2 separate regions of the Mus musculus genome follow, and region 2 is linked to region 1. Evidence: chromatin contacts called from public Hi-C data. All regions are on one chromosome and are shown on one strand. Each heading gives the region's core, a stretch centred on a gene start, on an enhancer-like site or on the middle of the called end of the contact. The rest is flanking DNA. Distances are from core to core; before and after follow the strand shown. Region 1 has its middle 110 kb from the start of Snx19. Region 2 has its middle 48 kb from the start of Gm31140.

The links. Hi-C and Micro-C count contacts between places; a contact is called where the count stands out from the background.
Region 2: a Hi-C map of uterus shows a contact between it and region 1, with 1.9 times the contacts expected there. The contact joins two enhancer-like sites. A contact is called at or near these places in 3 of 484 Hi-C or Micro-C datasets (3T3-L1-derived adipocytes, differentiating embryonic stem cells and uterus).

The regions. Positions count from the first base shown.
Region 1 is chr9:30,528,989-30,535,959 of GRCm38.p6, reverse strand. No RefSeq gene overlaps it. Among named protein-coding and RNA genes, the nearest start is that of Snx19, 110 kb to the right of the region's middle. Within about 2 kb of position 2,734, at least 43 of the 459 cell types and tissues checked have an H3K27ac peak or open chromatin away from gene starts, as enhancers often do. A contact at or near this core is called in uterus, where this site is marked.
Region 2 is chr9:30,828,192-30,835,670 of GRCm38.p6, reverse strand. No RefSeq gene overlaps it. Among named protein-coding and RNA genes, the nearest start is that of Gm31140, 48 kb to the left of the region's middle. Within about 2 kb of position 1,705, at least 28 of the 459 cell types and tissues checked have an H3K27ac peak or open chromatin away from gene starts, as enhancers often do. A contact at or near this core is called in uterus, where this site is marked.

The DNA.
Region 1 (6,971 bases), core at 1,485-3,984:
TTTCTCCCATGGATGTGAGCAAGTGGGTTTGATACTCTAAGGACCTAGATGTTTGTCATCTTGACCTGAGTTTGCCTTGGTATGACTTAGCCACACATACTTTGGAAAAAAGCAAGAACGCCAATAATGAGAACTGGGGGGTGGGGGCGGAGGAGAATTTGTCCAGTGGAATCTGTTGCTGGCTCCCATGCTAGTGGCTCCTGGAGTTCTTCTTCCCTCATGCTTCCACCTCTTATTTCCAACAGAGCAGAAAACAAACAAAAAAAATTGGCCATATTGATATCACATATGAATCACATTTTAAGGACTAAATCTTCATCCAGTGATAGAGCAGAACTGACAAATAGGCAAGGAAAGGGCTTATACACGTGATTATGAGATGGGCTCTGAATGGTTACATTGTACACTTTCTGCCTTTACTTGATCTAGGATCTAGATTTGGAGAGAAAGAAAATCAGAGAGAGAGAGAGAGAGAGAGAGAGAGAGAGAGAGAGAGAGAGAGAGAGAGGAAACTGAGATTATAATGCTTTAAATAACAACTTTTAAAATGGAGAATCTAATTTTCTGGAAGTCTTATTAGACTTTAAAGGAAGGATTTATGTTTGCATGAATTGTGCAGAAAGGAATTTTAATAACAGAGAGGCAGTGTGAGACAATGTCGATCTAGGTCATAACTCAGGGACGGATGGCTTTCCAGGAGGGATTAGCATAGGCTGCAAACTCTCTCAGCACAAGAAAGCTCGTCTCTGCCCCAGAGCTCTCTGGTGAATAGACAGACATACAGGCATTCCTCACACAGTTAATAAATAAGCCTGGGCTAGCCTCCCATTGATAGAAGCAGAGCTGGGAATTGCTATGGAGCCACACTGTGCTGGGATTCCAGTGCAGTTGTGTGCAACGGAGATGCCAGCTTCTTCCTCAGCACAGAGAACATTTTGAGCTGGATCATTCATTGTTGGTATAGGAGAAGAAGGGTCTTCCAGGGCATTGTTGGATAGGATCTTCAGACTCTACCTGTGACATAACAGTAGTAACCCACTGTCAATTTTGTGACAACAAAACAGACTTGCCCAACGTCCCCTCAGAATCCTTTCTGCCTTCTTTGTTGAGAGCATTACTATAGAGGAACGATATCTTTCCTCTCTGATGCTAATGATACAGTGGGCTAGCCTGTTGACCTTATGAGGAGGTTCAAAAAGTGCCTTCATCCCTTACAATGCTTAACAGGAGCAGGCTACTGAGTGCCAATGGGCTGTCCACATTCTTGCCCCGAGTCTGTGATTGCAGTGTAGGCAGGGATGGGAAGCCCCACTCCCATTTGAGCACCTGGATTTCCTGTGAACATCCCTTGAGCAAGCATTGAGGGGGCCAGATCCCACTGAGGCTGAGAAAATAGGGATTTCAGATTCAAAGCATTGAAACAACTTGTTGGGAATCTGAAGTGTCAGGGCAGAGATGAACGATGGCATCATCTCCCCAGAAGAACTCTTCTTCTTTTCGAAAAGAAGAAATCTGTGTGGTGAACTAAAGCCATGGGAGGAAATGCTGTGGACAAAGTATTCTCCGAGTACAAGACATTTCCCCTAAAAGCTCTCAACAGAAACATAGAACATCAAAACAAACAAATCCTCTATAGACATAGCTGATGCTCTACATTAAAAAAAAATGCCTCTGTGGTCATTAACATCTGAATGCTGTTGTATGAGGCAACCCTGTGGTTGCCATGGAGACATGTTTTTTAGCAGTGCCTGCATCACGAAACTGCACGGAAATGCTCCTCATCTGCAGCTGAACACCCAGATATTGAGGGAAGCGAGTCATGCACAGAGCAGGGAACACCCGTAAGGAGAACACAGCTGTTACAGTAAAGAGCTCCCAAGCGTTTTTGAAGCACTGGTCTTAGCGGTCTATTTGTGCATACGGATAATATGGTGGCGATGGCATCATTTCCGAGTGAGTGTGTAGCAAAGAAGAGTTGGAGACCGGACAGAATAGAATATGCATGAAAACAGGCTTTAGATTCTCCCCATTGCTACTCAGACCTAAAGAGGCTGCTGTCTGCTTTAAGCACGTTCTTTGAAGTGGAATCTGGTCCCCAAGCTCTGCCATGCATTCTGGGATCACAAAAGCAGAGACATTTCTGTGGCCACAAATAGATTAGAAAATATTTTTTTGTGGGTAATATTTGGCTGCACTCATAGAATCTGCATTCTTGTGCAGTAAGCTTTGAAAAGAGCCAGGCCATGGTACAAAACCCATTAATATCATGCAAACCATCATAGGATACGGCATGGATGTTTCTCTCTGGAGCCATGTGCCAGGTGACCCCAGGCATGTGTCTACACATGGCACGGTGGAGCTGGGCTTCTGCTCCTTGGCTAAGGCCAAACTTGTGTGCAGAAAAGGCCAGGGGCAGATGCTGACAAGCGATTCCTCATGATTGATATGTCTGTTTCCAATAAGTTGAGTTTATAGTTTGTTGGTGGGTTGACTGTGAAGTTATAAAAGCTGATGTCATAAAAGAGAAACTCGAGTGCTTGACACATCACATTGTATCTGTGTCACCCTGTGCTCTGGCAGCTGGACTAGCTTTCCTTTATAGAAGAGGAGATAACATAAAAGGGTAATAGGGCTTTAATTATAATAGGGGTTCTTTCACTGGATGGAGCTCCGGAGGGATGGCGCAACTGTGTGACTTCTGGCTTCCAGGGAAATCATTTTCCTACCCTACAGAGGGTGCACATGCAGCAAATGGTTCCAAAAGAAACGGTGCAGAGTGGAATGGCTTTGGCTGCTTTAGTAACCACCGTGGAAACTGATAAAAATCACTGGAAGAAACGAAAGCTGAAGAAACATAAATAGACTTCAAAAGTAACGTCCCTTTTGCTTTTGAGACTTTGGTTAAGTCCGAGGATTTGTTTTAAAACATGATGCTGTCAGCCTTTTCCTTCTGACGTCTGCTTGCCAGGTCAAGGAGAAAAGGAACAGCCGGTGCACGCACGGCCACTCTGTTTTGCTGCCTGGAGAAATTATGCTTATAACCTTGGTCATGACTTCTCTTTCCAAGGGGATGTTTTGCCATGGATGCAAGGGAATCTCCCATCATGCACTGCAGCAACAGAGTGACCCCCCAAACCCAGCGCAGGAAGGTTTCACTTTACAACCTTAAGTGAAAGAGAATTCCAACTGCCACAAAATGGAAAGGTGATCAGATCTGAGGCTGCTCCAAGGACCCGTCTTTTCTGTTTCTTCTTTTATCTGTTTTTCCCTCCCTCTCTATTAAGAGGTGTGTCCACCCTTGGCCCACACATGAACAATGTGAGTATTGTTTTGCATGCCCCATCACTGTGCCTGAGCCTCAGTGTGCTGGTCACCTTCACCTCTGTTACCAAGCCTCCTGGTAAGGCTCTAGCACAGGCGTTCTCAACTTGTGGGTCTCAACCCCTTTGGCAAACCTCTAGCTCCAAACATATTTGCATTACAGTCCTTAACAATAGCAAAATTACAGTTATGAAGTAACGCCAAAAATAATTTAATTTTATCGTTGGGGGTCACCACGAGAGGAACTGTATTAAAGGGTGGCAACATTAAAGGTTGAGGAGCAGTGTTCAGGTGAGTGGTTTCTACTCCCCTCGCTCATCTTCTCAGGAGTGATCTTAGGAGGGGGCGGCTAGTGTTATTGCACAAATAAGAGGAATGTGTTGTCACAGTAGAGTGGGATCTCTCAAAATGGCTGTGCCCCTGCAAGCCCAGGTCAACCTCTTAGCAGCCCACTGGATACTGAAGACAATATTCCATGCCTTCTACAGCTCAATGTTTTGAAGATGTTAAAGTCATGGTTTCTAGTTAGGTGCTATTAGGAGATGGAAGAACCTTTAAGAGATTTGTCTTAGTGAGAGGCAACTACATCCATAGAAGAAGGGGGCGCTCTTGACAGAAACACTGGGACTTTAGATGCTCTCTTCTCTCTACTTCCAGCAGCCATAAGTGAGTAGCTTAGCTCCACCATGTATTTAGTTCATGATAGTCTGCCATGCTACAGGATCCAAACAACAATGCCAACAGACTATAGGACCAAAACCTCTTATTAAAACCATGACCCAAAAGAAACCCTTTCTCATATTAGGTTGATTGTCACCTAATTGATTTGTCGCAGTGTTGGCTAACATTTCTCTGGGTTTCCTGTAGCTAGAAGGACATTGAAGACAGTTGCTTCGAGTTCTTGCTACTCTTCTCGTTGGGTGTTGAAAATGACAACCCCACGTGCCTTCTAAGACATTCAGTATTGCCTCATATCTGCTGAAGGTTATGGCTCTTCGTTTTCCTCCTCTGAAGACTATTCTGTTCCTTATCCTCCAACTAAGAACCTAATGAGCAATCAAATACTCAACTAACCCCACATAGAGACAGATGGTTGGTCACTTAGGTGCTCCACCCTGTGGGGCAGAGAAGTTTAAAGGAGGTCTGGGGGTGTGCATTAATGGCCTCTGGAGTCACCAGACCCAAGCTAAAGCTGTGGGTAGCTCCTCTGTTGATTCCTGGTCCCGTGACTCTGGGACAACCATCATGACTCTGAAGACCTCATTTCTTTACCTTTAAGACAGAGAAAGCAGTATTCATGTCTCAGAACTGGAGTGCGACCTAAAGTGCATGGCCGATAAAGAACAGCTCAGCTCAGGCTCCTTGCTTCTCCCTGTTACGGCATTAATTTTCATTTCCATGTGATGGCCCTGACTATGGGGGACTTACCTGAAGGCTCCACAAATGCCAGATATCAGCTAAAAGCCCATTATAAATTCAGCTAAATTTAGGACTGCTTGGAAATACCTCCATCCCCTGGGAGCCTGGTTTTGCAATGGCTTTTGAGTTCCATGTCCATATACGGTGGCCCTTTGTACAACTGTAAATCAGGATTACAGCACACCACCATACCGCTCGCTGCTCTGGCCATGTTATGAGCTGTGGACCAGCACTAGGTTGTACTGATCATCAAGAGATGTAAGAAAAAGAATGATTCTGGAGAACACATCTAGGCACAAGCTTGATTTCACCTTCTAAGTAGCTTTCCAGTCTCCCCTTGTCGTAGTTCCTTCCCTTGCCAAAGCTTTTATCATTTATTCTAGACAACCGCTTTGCTTCCACCTCCCTTTGTAACACATATGGGGAGCAGAACGCTACATTTCCTGTGCTACTTATTGAGGGAGAAATAGTCCTAGGGATCAGAAGTAAGGACAGGCAGAATAAAATAAAGGCTAATGCAGGGTACACAAGTGAGATGAGCACTTTGAGGGTCTTTGGTTAATGGAACTTACCCAGGACCTTCTGAAGCACATGTAGAAGCCTTCTCATTGTCACTACTGTTCATGGTCCCTTGGCTTCCATGGCTGAGGGTTGCTCCTGGAGGCAGGACTTCCATCTCCTGCCTCAGAACACTCCCAGATTCTTCCTCTATGGGGCAGGCAGATTTCTTTATTGTGATTAGAAGCCTAGCAGCATGCCTTTAGGATTATAGCTGTGCTATATGAGGAGGGGTGAGGCCAATATAGAAGGGCCTGCATGTAAAAGGAACTTCAGGGCCACTTCTATGTAAATGCCAGGGGTCATGCATCCGCAAAACTATCTCCTGCAAGAGGAGCTAGTTGAGGACTGCCTGAGATACCAAGGATTGCTGGAGCAGACAATGCCAGCCAATAGGGAACTGCTGTTTAGAAGAGTTGCTTTCTTGGAACCAATGGGGCCTGGGTGGAGGGTATTAAAGAAGCTTGTGTCCATGTTCAGATGAGCTTGCTGCAGCAATTCTCACCTGCTCCTGGAGCCGGTATCGTTGACTCTGAGCCACCTCACTTCCAAACCCCAAGGGCAGGTAGGGTCAGGTGGTGAATACTTCAGGGCACAGGCAGCACCTGCATTCTATGCCTGCAATCAACGATGAGGAAACAAGCTGGGGACCTAGTATTGCACTCGCTCATTCAGCCTGCTACTGATGGCACCCTACCATCACCAGCACACTGCTCTGCTCTACACAGAGCTACAGAAATTGTTTCTTGATTAGTCAGACACTTGACAGTGTCAGAACTCAGGTCAGTCTTTGGATAAAGACCACAATCCCAATGTGGTCCAGATGACCCTGCCCAGCTTCTGCCCAGTGCTGCCCTCCTCATCGGCCTCTGCTCTCCTCTGTGCTCATTTGCTAAATCTGGGTCACCCTACCTCTTTCTCAGCCTAACAAAAGATGAATCCCTGTTCTACTCCTAAAGCCCTACTTCTGCTTGTCTTTTACAGCTCAGCTCAGCATCACTTCCACAGAAGAGCATTTGGCCTTCTTTCTTGAGGAAGTTAGGATCTCAGAGGTACACATTAGGATGGTGAAAGTTTGTCATTTAAATAGTTTTACTTAATTTTTTCAAACAATATATTTGATCATATTCTTTTTCCTCCCCCTGTTCCCCCAAGATTCCCCCAACCTCCCTATTCACCCAACTTCATGTGATTTCTGTCTCAAAAAAGGAAAAACAGAAAGAAAAAAAAAACTCAGAAAAACATCAGAACACAAAATCAAAGCATATAAACTAAAAAGAAAGAAGAGACAACAGATACCAAGTCAAACCAAAACACACACACACACACACACACACACACACATCAAAAAGAAAAGTCTGTTTTATGTTGGCCAACTACTCCTGGGCATGGGGCCTGCCCTCAAGCCTCAAGTATGGTTGCTATAGTGACACTCCATTTGAGGAAAATGATTTTTCTGACCTCTTTCTCAGCAGCTATCAACTGTAAGGGGTTTCTTGGTTAGGGGTAGGACTTCATGTCCACTTCCCCTTCTCTGTGCTGGGATTTTGTCTGGTTTGAACTCATGCATGCAGTTGTGGTCTCTGTGAGTTCAAGTGTATCATTACTATTGTGTCTAGAAGACACTGTTTCCTGGGAGTTATGGTCCTTAAAATAGAATTGTGATCTTTATC
Region 2 (7,479 bases), core at 456-2,955, 300 kb before region 1:
TTGTAAATTCACCCACTTGCTATGAACCCTCTGTTTCCTTGGGGGACTGTGGGGTGGGGGCCTCTCTCATTATAATTCTCTTGTGACTTTTTCAGATGCTCAATTTTGGGTGGCCAAAAAGATGGGGTTTAAGAATAGTTTTTTTTTTTCCTGTGAGAAACCAAAAGGTTTGTAATACAATAATTCTTGGTCTTAGTTAATGATATTTTATTATAGTTAATTTAATGACAAATACTTGCTGTGTACAGACACACCAGGCACTGACCCAACAGGATACGATGATCTGATATAGTCATGAAGGATGGATCTAAAAAGTGAATAATTAAAAAAAAATGTAGTTAGGAATGGAAGGTTTCAGAAGGACAATGGCAGGCATTATTCTTGCACTCAACATTGTTCTTGGTGTGGTGTGTAACTGGTCCACAATGTCTACATTAGCTCTCTAGCTTCTGCCTCACTGTTGAGGGAGGGGGCAGGCTTGGCCCTCAGCCAGTTTTTGTCATCCCCATAGCAGGCTCCCATGTCTTCTGGGTGGGCCTCTGTCCTTTGTTGCATGTGTGTCGCTGCATCTAGACCACTTCTGAACTCTCCTCGGAGAATGTACCCAGGAGCTGTTCAGTGGGGTAAGAGGCCATGGTCGTCCTCAGGCCTAATTTGTTCTGCTTCCCTTCAGCCCTTCAGGGCTTCAGCACTCATTTATTTGTTTGTATTTGGGAGTGGGAGGAAGAGCCAATGACAGACCTCTCAGGGTCGTCTATGCAGTTCCTGGAATTGGACATGAAAGTTGCCATTGTTTTAGCGAGCGACCTCCAAACCTCCAAAGGCACAAACCGTTCGGGCCATAACAAGAACAATAACACTGATTCTTCTTGGTATGGAGTTCAAACGGTTTGACTTGAGCCTGGGTGTCCATTTTGTTAGAATTGAATGTGCACTGAATTTGAGGTGGGTATATTTATTTTTAAACTTCGTATGGCTGTAATGAAAACCAGCTGTCTCAGCAACAAGTACACGGCTTTCCCATAGAAAGCCTCGTAGTGGTAGTCAGACTACGAGGGTTTCATGTGTCACGATGTTTCCTGCTTTAACCTAGCTGTGATTTTTACCCTTTATCTTCCATCCTTGCAGCCCTCATCACAGACCTAATGATGCCTTCTCTTCTCTGGCTGTGTGGCACCCATTGGCACGTTCATTTGGTGGTCACAGATGTGGGGCCTCTCCTACACTTACTCGTGAAGGTGGGAGTGGGGAAATCCCCACACCAGGAAGGTGGTTTTCATTCAGTTTGAGTCTGGTGGTGGTGGTGCGAGGGGAGGGGGTGGTGAGACCCAATTTTCTAACTGCTGCAGATGCTTAACTCTAGCTCCAAACTGGGGACATTATTATAATTGCCAAGAGAACGTTCATTCCCTCTCATGTAAGGGTGCCTGTAGTTGCCTTTTCTTTGCTGGAGTGGAACTGAATTAAAATCCTTGCTTGAGGCCTGGGGGACTAGCTCCGTAATAGAGTGCTAACTCTGGGTTCAGTCTCCGATACTGCCCCACCCCCCATGTCCTTTCTAGTGTAGGCCGATGAGCAGGGGGCAGTGGGAGAGCAAGAAGCACAGCAGAGTGGAGAGAGGCCAGCAGACGGTGTTGGACCGGCAGCCATGATTGCTTTGGCTGAGGAAGATGCCGGAATGATTTAGTAGGTGCCTCCTTCGGCCCTCACGGCGGAGGGTGCAAGCGGACAATGGAATGCGGAATCCACTTCTTTTCTGCAATAGGAGGCTCTTGGCTGGAACACTTCCTAGTTATTAAAAATGGGGCAATGAAGTGAGCTGTAAGAGCAAACTCCCACGCAGGAACACTCAGAAGAAACCACTAGGGCCAAGAAGATGCATTAGACACGGCGAGGAGAAAGGAAAGATAAAAAGTCTGTGACCGGAAGAATGGAAGAGTATCAAGAGTGCATGGGGTGGGGGTGGGGGTGGGGGTGAGTGGGCATCCCGAGGAGGAAGATAGCCAACCAGGGACACTCAAGGAGAGCCGAGGATGACCTTGCTCCCTGCCCTCTGCTGAGAGGGAAGAGTCTGTGGGGACACCGAATTCCTAGGTCTGTCAGAGAAACAGCAAGCATGCGATGGGAGAGTACAGTGAGTGCTAGGTCACCGGGCAGTGCTGAACCTGTGGGAAAGAGTGGTTCAGAAGGTTCTAGAAAGTTCTGCAGAACCAGCTCAGAGAACACCATAAGGGGTTTCTTGACCTTCTGCTGGGGCTGGGGCATGCTCTGTGGGACCAGGGGTTGCCACAACTGTCTTTTCTTCCCATGTAGCTTTTAGTCTTCAGGTTCCCACAAACTTGGCTTTCTCAGATATTTTTGCCATTGGTTCTACCCAGTATAATGAATTGCTTCTATTGTTGTTCCATTCTGTTTAGTATATTTTCTCATTATTCACAAGACTGTGAGATTCTTAAGGACAAAGAGAGCATTTGGTATTTCTTTTGTGCCATTTACAGCCCTTAGGCTGGTGTGCAAATGGAAGGTGTGGGACAAAGGATGACTTCATAGAATGCCTTCTAGTCTGTCCTGTTTTATTTCCATCCCCCCCCACTCCCTGTTCTCTCCTCCCCTCCCCTCCCCCTCCCCTCCCCTCCCCTCCTCTCCCCTCCCCTCCCCCTCCCCTCCCCTCCCCTCCTCTCCCCTCCCTTCCCCCTCCCCTCCCCTCCCCCTCCCCTCCCCTCCCCCTCTCCTCTCCCCCTCTCCATTTTTTTTTCAGTTGCTGTGGTAAAATGCCCAGACAAAGGTGGTTTCAGGAAGAAAGGGTTATTTTGTCTTTCGTTTAAGAAAGGATAGAAAGAGTCCATCATGATGTGGGAGGTGTGGCAACAGTCGGGGAAATCATGGCTGAAGGGGCAGAAGCTGGGTGATAACTCCACGCACATACAAGAAGCAGAGAGAACAGGAAACAGGATTGGATATAAACCCCCAAAGTCCACTTCCAGTGACCTACTTCCCTGAGGTTCCACGCCTTCCCAAACAGCACCACCGACTGGGAACCAAGTCTTCAATTGAGTGAGATTAACGGGGACTGGGATGGAGCTGGGACATTTCTCTTTCAAAGCCCCACTCCTCCTCTTCCTCCCTCTCCCACAAGGGTTGGTCAGAACTTGAGTCTGGGTCTCTGCTTCCTCAGTGACTTATCTTGACATGTACCGTATAATGGCTGTCAAATGGTGCTTCAGATTCAAGCGAGGAGGATATAGGTGACACTTCCAGAGTATATTTTTCACTCACTTTATGGATTTTTGCAGAATATCTGCCATGATAATGGTTGTAACTGATGTTTACAGTCTTTTGCCCCCCTTTTTTTAAATAAAAAAAAATCCAGACAAGTTTTAAAATATCAGATTCAATCCCGCTTTGGTATAAAGTAAATTCATAAGTACATTTAAAATGAATTTTATGTTTTAGAGCAGTATTAGGCTCACAGCAAAACTAAGATGGTACAGACATTTCCTATACATCCTTACACACACACACACACACACACTCACACACACACACAGAGAGAGAGAGAGAGAGAGAGAGAGAGAGAGAGAGAGAGAGAAGAGGTTTGAGTGTATGTGTGCTTGCATGTTTGTGGATATGTGTGTATACACATGATGTGGAGATTTTAATCTATCTATCTCTTTTCACTGTATCTACTAAAGCAGGGTAACTAGCTGAACTCAGAGCTCATCAATTTGCTCAGTCTAGCTAGCCAGCTTGCCCTCTACAAGTCCCCATCTCCATCTACTATATGTTAGGATTGCATGCTGGCTGCCATAACTGCCCAGCTTTTACTTGGGTGCTGGGGACTTGAACCCCTGTCCTCACACTTGTGTAGTATGCACACCAACCACAAAATCATCTCCCTAGCACCTTGAGTGAGCCTATATAGGTAGCTGGTTATCACTCAAAGTCCACAGTTATAATGATCCTTTTGCTCTGCTCTTTCACTCTCCTCCCCCAGTTTTGTCTATTCCAGAGTGCAGTGGAGTTAGAGCTGGAAAACACATAGCCTTTTCAGCTTGGTGGCTTCCTCCTCTTCCTCCTTATTCTCTTCTCCTCAATTATGTTTATGAAAGTTTCTCTGTGTCTTTTTACAGCCTGGTAGCTCATTTTGTTTTAGTGTGGAAACACAATTCCATTGTCAAAGACAACAGAGATCCATCCACTTACTGAAAATCAATCACCTTGGAAGTTTCACAATTCTGGAAATTGTCAATAAAACTGCTATTAACATCTATATCCTGGTCTCTGTGTGGACAGAAGTTTTCAAATCAGTACAATTCACAATAGTAAGTATAACAGGTGTGTCATGTGAGGGAAGGTTTATGGTTACAGAAACTGTTAAGCTGTTTTCCATAGTGTTTGTTGCTCTGAATTTTTGGATATTCTATAACGTGTACAATAGTTTCTTCTTTTAATTTGCTACTCTTCTTATATGTATTTATTTTGAGTTTCTTTTCATATATGCTTCTTTTGCTGGCTTACATTCTTTGGTGAGGTGTGTGTTTAGGCTTCTCTTCTTTTTACTCTTCCCTTCTCTTCTTCCCTTCTCCTCTTCCCTTCTCCTCTTCCCTTCCCTTCTCCCTTCCCTTCCCTTCTTCCCTTCCCTTCTTCCCTTCCCTTCCCTTCTTCCCTTCCCTACCCTTCTTCCCTTCCCTTCTTCCCTTCCCTTCCCTTCTTCCCTTCCCTTCTTCCCTTCCCTTCCCTTCTTCCCTTCCCTTCTCTTCCCTTCTTCCCTTCCCTTCCCTTCCCTTCCCTTCCCTTCCCTTCCCTTCCCTTCCCTTCTTCCCTTCCCTTCCCTTCCCTTCCCTTCCCTTCCCTTCCCTTCCCTTCCCTTCCCTTCCCTTCTTCCCTTCCCTTCTTCCCTTCCCTCCTTCCCTTCCCTTCCCTTCCCTTCCCTTCCCTTCCCTTCCCTTCCCTTTCTTTTCTTTTCTTTTCTTTTCTTTTCTTTTCTTTTCTTTTCTTTTCTTTTCTTTTCTTTTCTTTTTTCCCCATTCTAAATTGTGTTGTTGTGAGGAGCAGGTATGGCAGCAGTCCCAAGATGGTGCCCGGGACTGCGGCTAAGTCTTATGACTTGCACCTGACTTCCTCTTACACCTGAAAATAAGCCACGACCATCGTGAGAGCTGCACAGGTGCACCATGATGCTGGCAGTTTAAATAAGTCCATATTTGGTGGAGACATGCCCCTGCCGCCCTGATTGGCTGAAGCTGCGTGCCTGGTGAGGTGACGTGGCCTGCTGTGAGTGGATGAGGACTGAGAGTATACAAGAGTGAGAGGCCCGGGGTTCGGGGGAGAAAGATGAGGTAAAAGATGAAGCGAGAGAGATGAAGACTGAAGTGTGCTGAATAAACTGTTGTTAGAAGGACTGGTGGTCGTGTCGTTCTTGCTGGTCGAGAGTGGACGCGACAGGTTGTTAGTTTTCTTTTTGTTGAATGTGTTTGAAAAGTCAAAAGACCTCAAGACAAAGCTGGGGCTGTAGTTCATTTGCATAGTATGCACAAGGGCACCCAGCTTCTAGGATAGCTCTTATGGGTTTTAGAATTTTGTATTGGTCAGTCAATTTAAACTCTTATTTCTGCCCCCCTGAAACTCTTGTTCACGTCCTTACATCCTCTCCTTTAAACTACCACTCCCATTTGTTCTGACATAGGTTTTGCTATGTAGCTCAGGCTGGCCCTGATCTTCCTGCCTCATTTCCACATGGTCAGATCACGGGTGTATACCACTAGTCTAATCCTGCCTCCTTTCCAACGCTCTTAACTCCCTCATGGGAAAGAAAGAAAACAGATTATATCCAGCTTGCAACACATGCAGATTTTTCTATTCAGTAGATTTGGAAGGAAAACATTTAACTCTAAGACAGCTGGATGATCCTGGGTGACCTGGGCCAGCAGGGCAGACCCAGTGTTCTGGTTCTTTGACTCAGAGAGATGTATTTCAATGTATGTCTCACTGTTCTTGCCGCCCATCCCCCTCCAGCCTTGCCCTTGGCTTCCCTCCTGTTCTGTTTGACTGAAGAATAAACTGAGACGGAGCTGCCTTTTGAACCCTTTTGGTCAAGACTTCATGTCCAGTCCTTCTAAAATGTTACAAAGTTCTGGAAGTGACTGCCGTTGGTTTCCTGGTATGTTCTGTGCCTGTGGAACATTGTGAGGAAACTGAACACAACAGTTTTGTGAAACTCTGAGGCCCTTCTGCACCCTCATAGAGGTTCTGCCTCAGTGACCTTAGAAGAATTCAGATCCAGTTTGCATTTAGGGACTGATGGCCAATTTCTTTCAAAATCTTATGCTGACTTCATACATGGGGGCTGGGGAGACTTGGCTTTCACTCCTAGTTGCCTTTAGTTTTGGCTTTCCTTTTGATGTGTGGTGTACTTAAGATGCTTTCTTTTAAGATCTCAAAGATTTAATTTTGGTTATTGTGGTTTAAGTTTACTTTTTATGTACCATGACCCCAAGGAGCCAGGAATCTATTATTGCAACATAGAGGCCTTCTGTAAAACAGGACGTTTATCTTCCAGGCATCTGATAACTGCTGTCTCCATCAGTGAGTTATCAGTATGCCATAGCTGCTGGCTGCTCAGCTTGAAGGATGGGGTTGAGGGAGAACTGTGGTGCCATCCAAGATGGGGTGGTGGGCATAGTGGTTGATGACAATTTAGGGACTGGAGAGACAGCTCAGTTGGTAAGAGTATTTGCAGTGCAAGGGAGAGGCTCTGAGTTTAGATTCTAGCATGTAAGGTGTGAGTGTGTTGTATGAGTGAACTGTTGGTGTTCTGGAAGGGAGAATGGAGGGGCTGGGGCTTGCTGGCCACCAGTCCAGCTAGCTTCAGTGAGAGACCCCATCTTCATCTAGCCTCTGAATGTACACACATAGGCTTTTGTATCTATATGTGCATATAGACTACATAAACACACATCATCACCCCCACCAACAATAACAACAGCAGCAACGAAAACAACATAAAACAGGACTCCCAATTTTCATCAGGAAGCTACTAGGCCACAGTGGTGCCAGAGCTGTGGGCAAAAATGAAGCCCATTGGTCACAGAAAATAGCAAAACAAGATTGTTACCAATCCCAAACTGCCAACTAATCTCTTACTAGAGACTACCAATCAGAATTCGCCATCTAACTTTCACTAGGAACGGATTGGCGAAAATGCTTAGCTACAGCCAATGAAGCTTTTGCGTTCTGCTATGGAAGTCACTCTCCCTGTAGCTAAAGGTCCTCCTCCAGTTCTGCGGGCTAGCCTGTGCACAGATGGTTCAGTTCTTTGCTCAGATAAATGATGCTAAGTTCAATTTGTCTATGGGTTTTCTTTGAACAGAGGCAGCATTGCTTCCACCATTGAGCTGTATAGGGAAGTGACTGTGAATAAACTATATAATGTATTATTAGGGAGGGTTATGGAATAATATGCTTAATTTTTGGAACTCA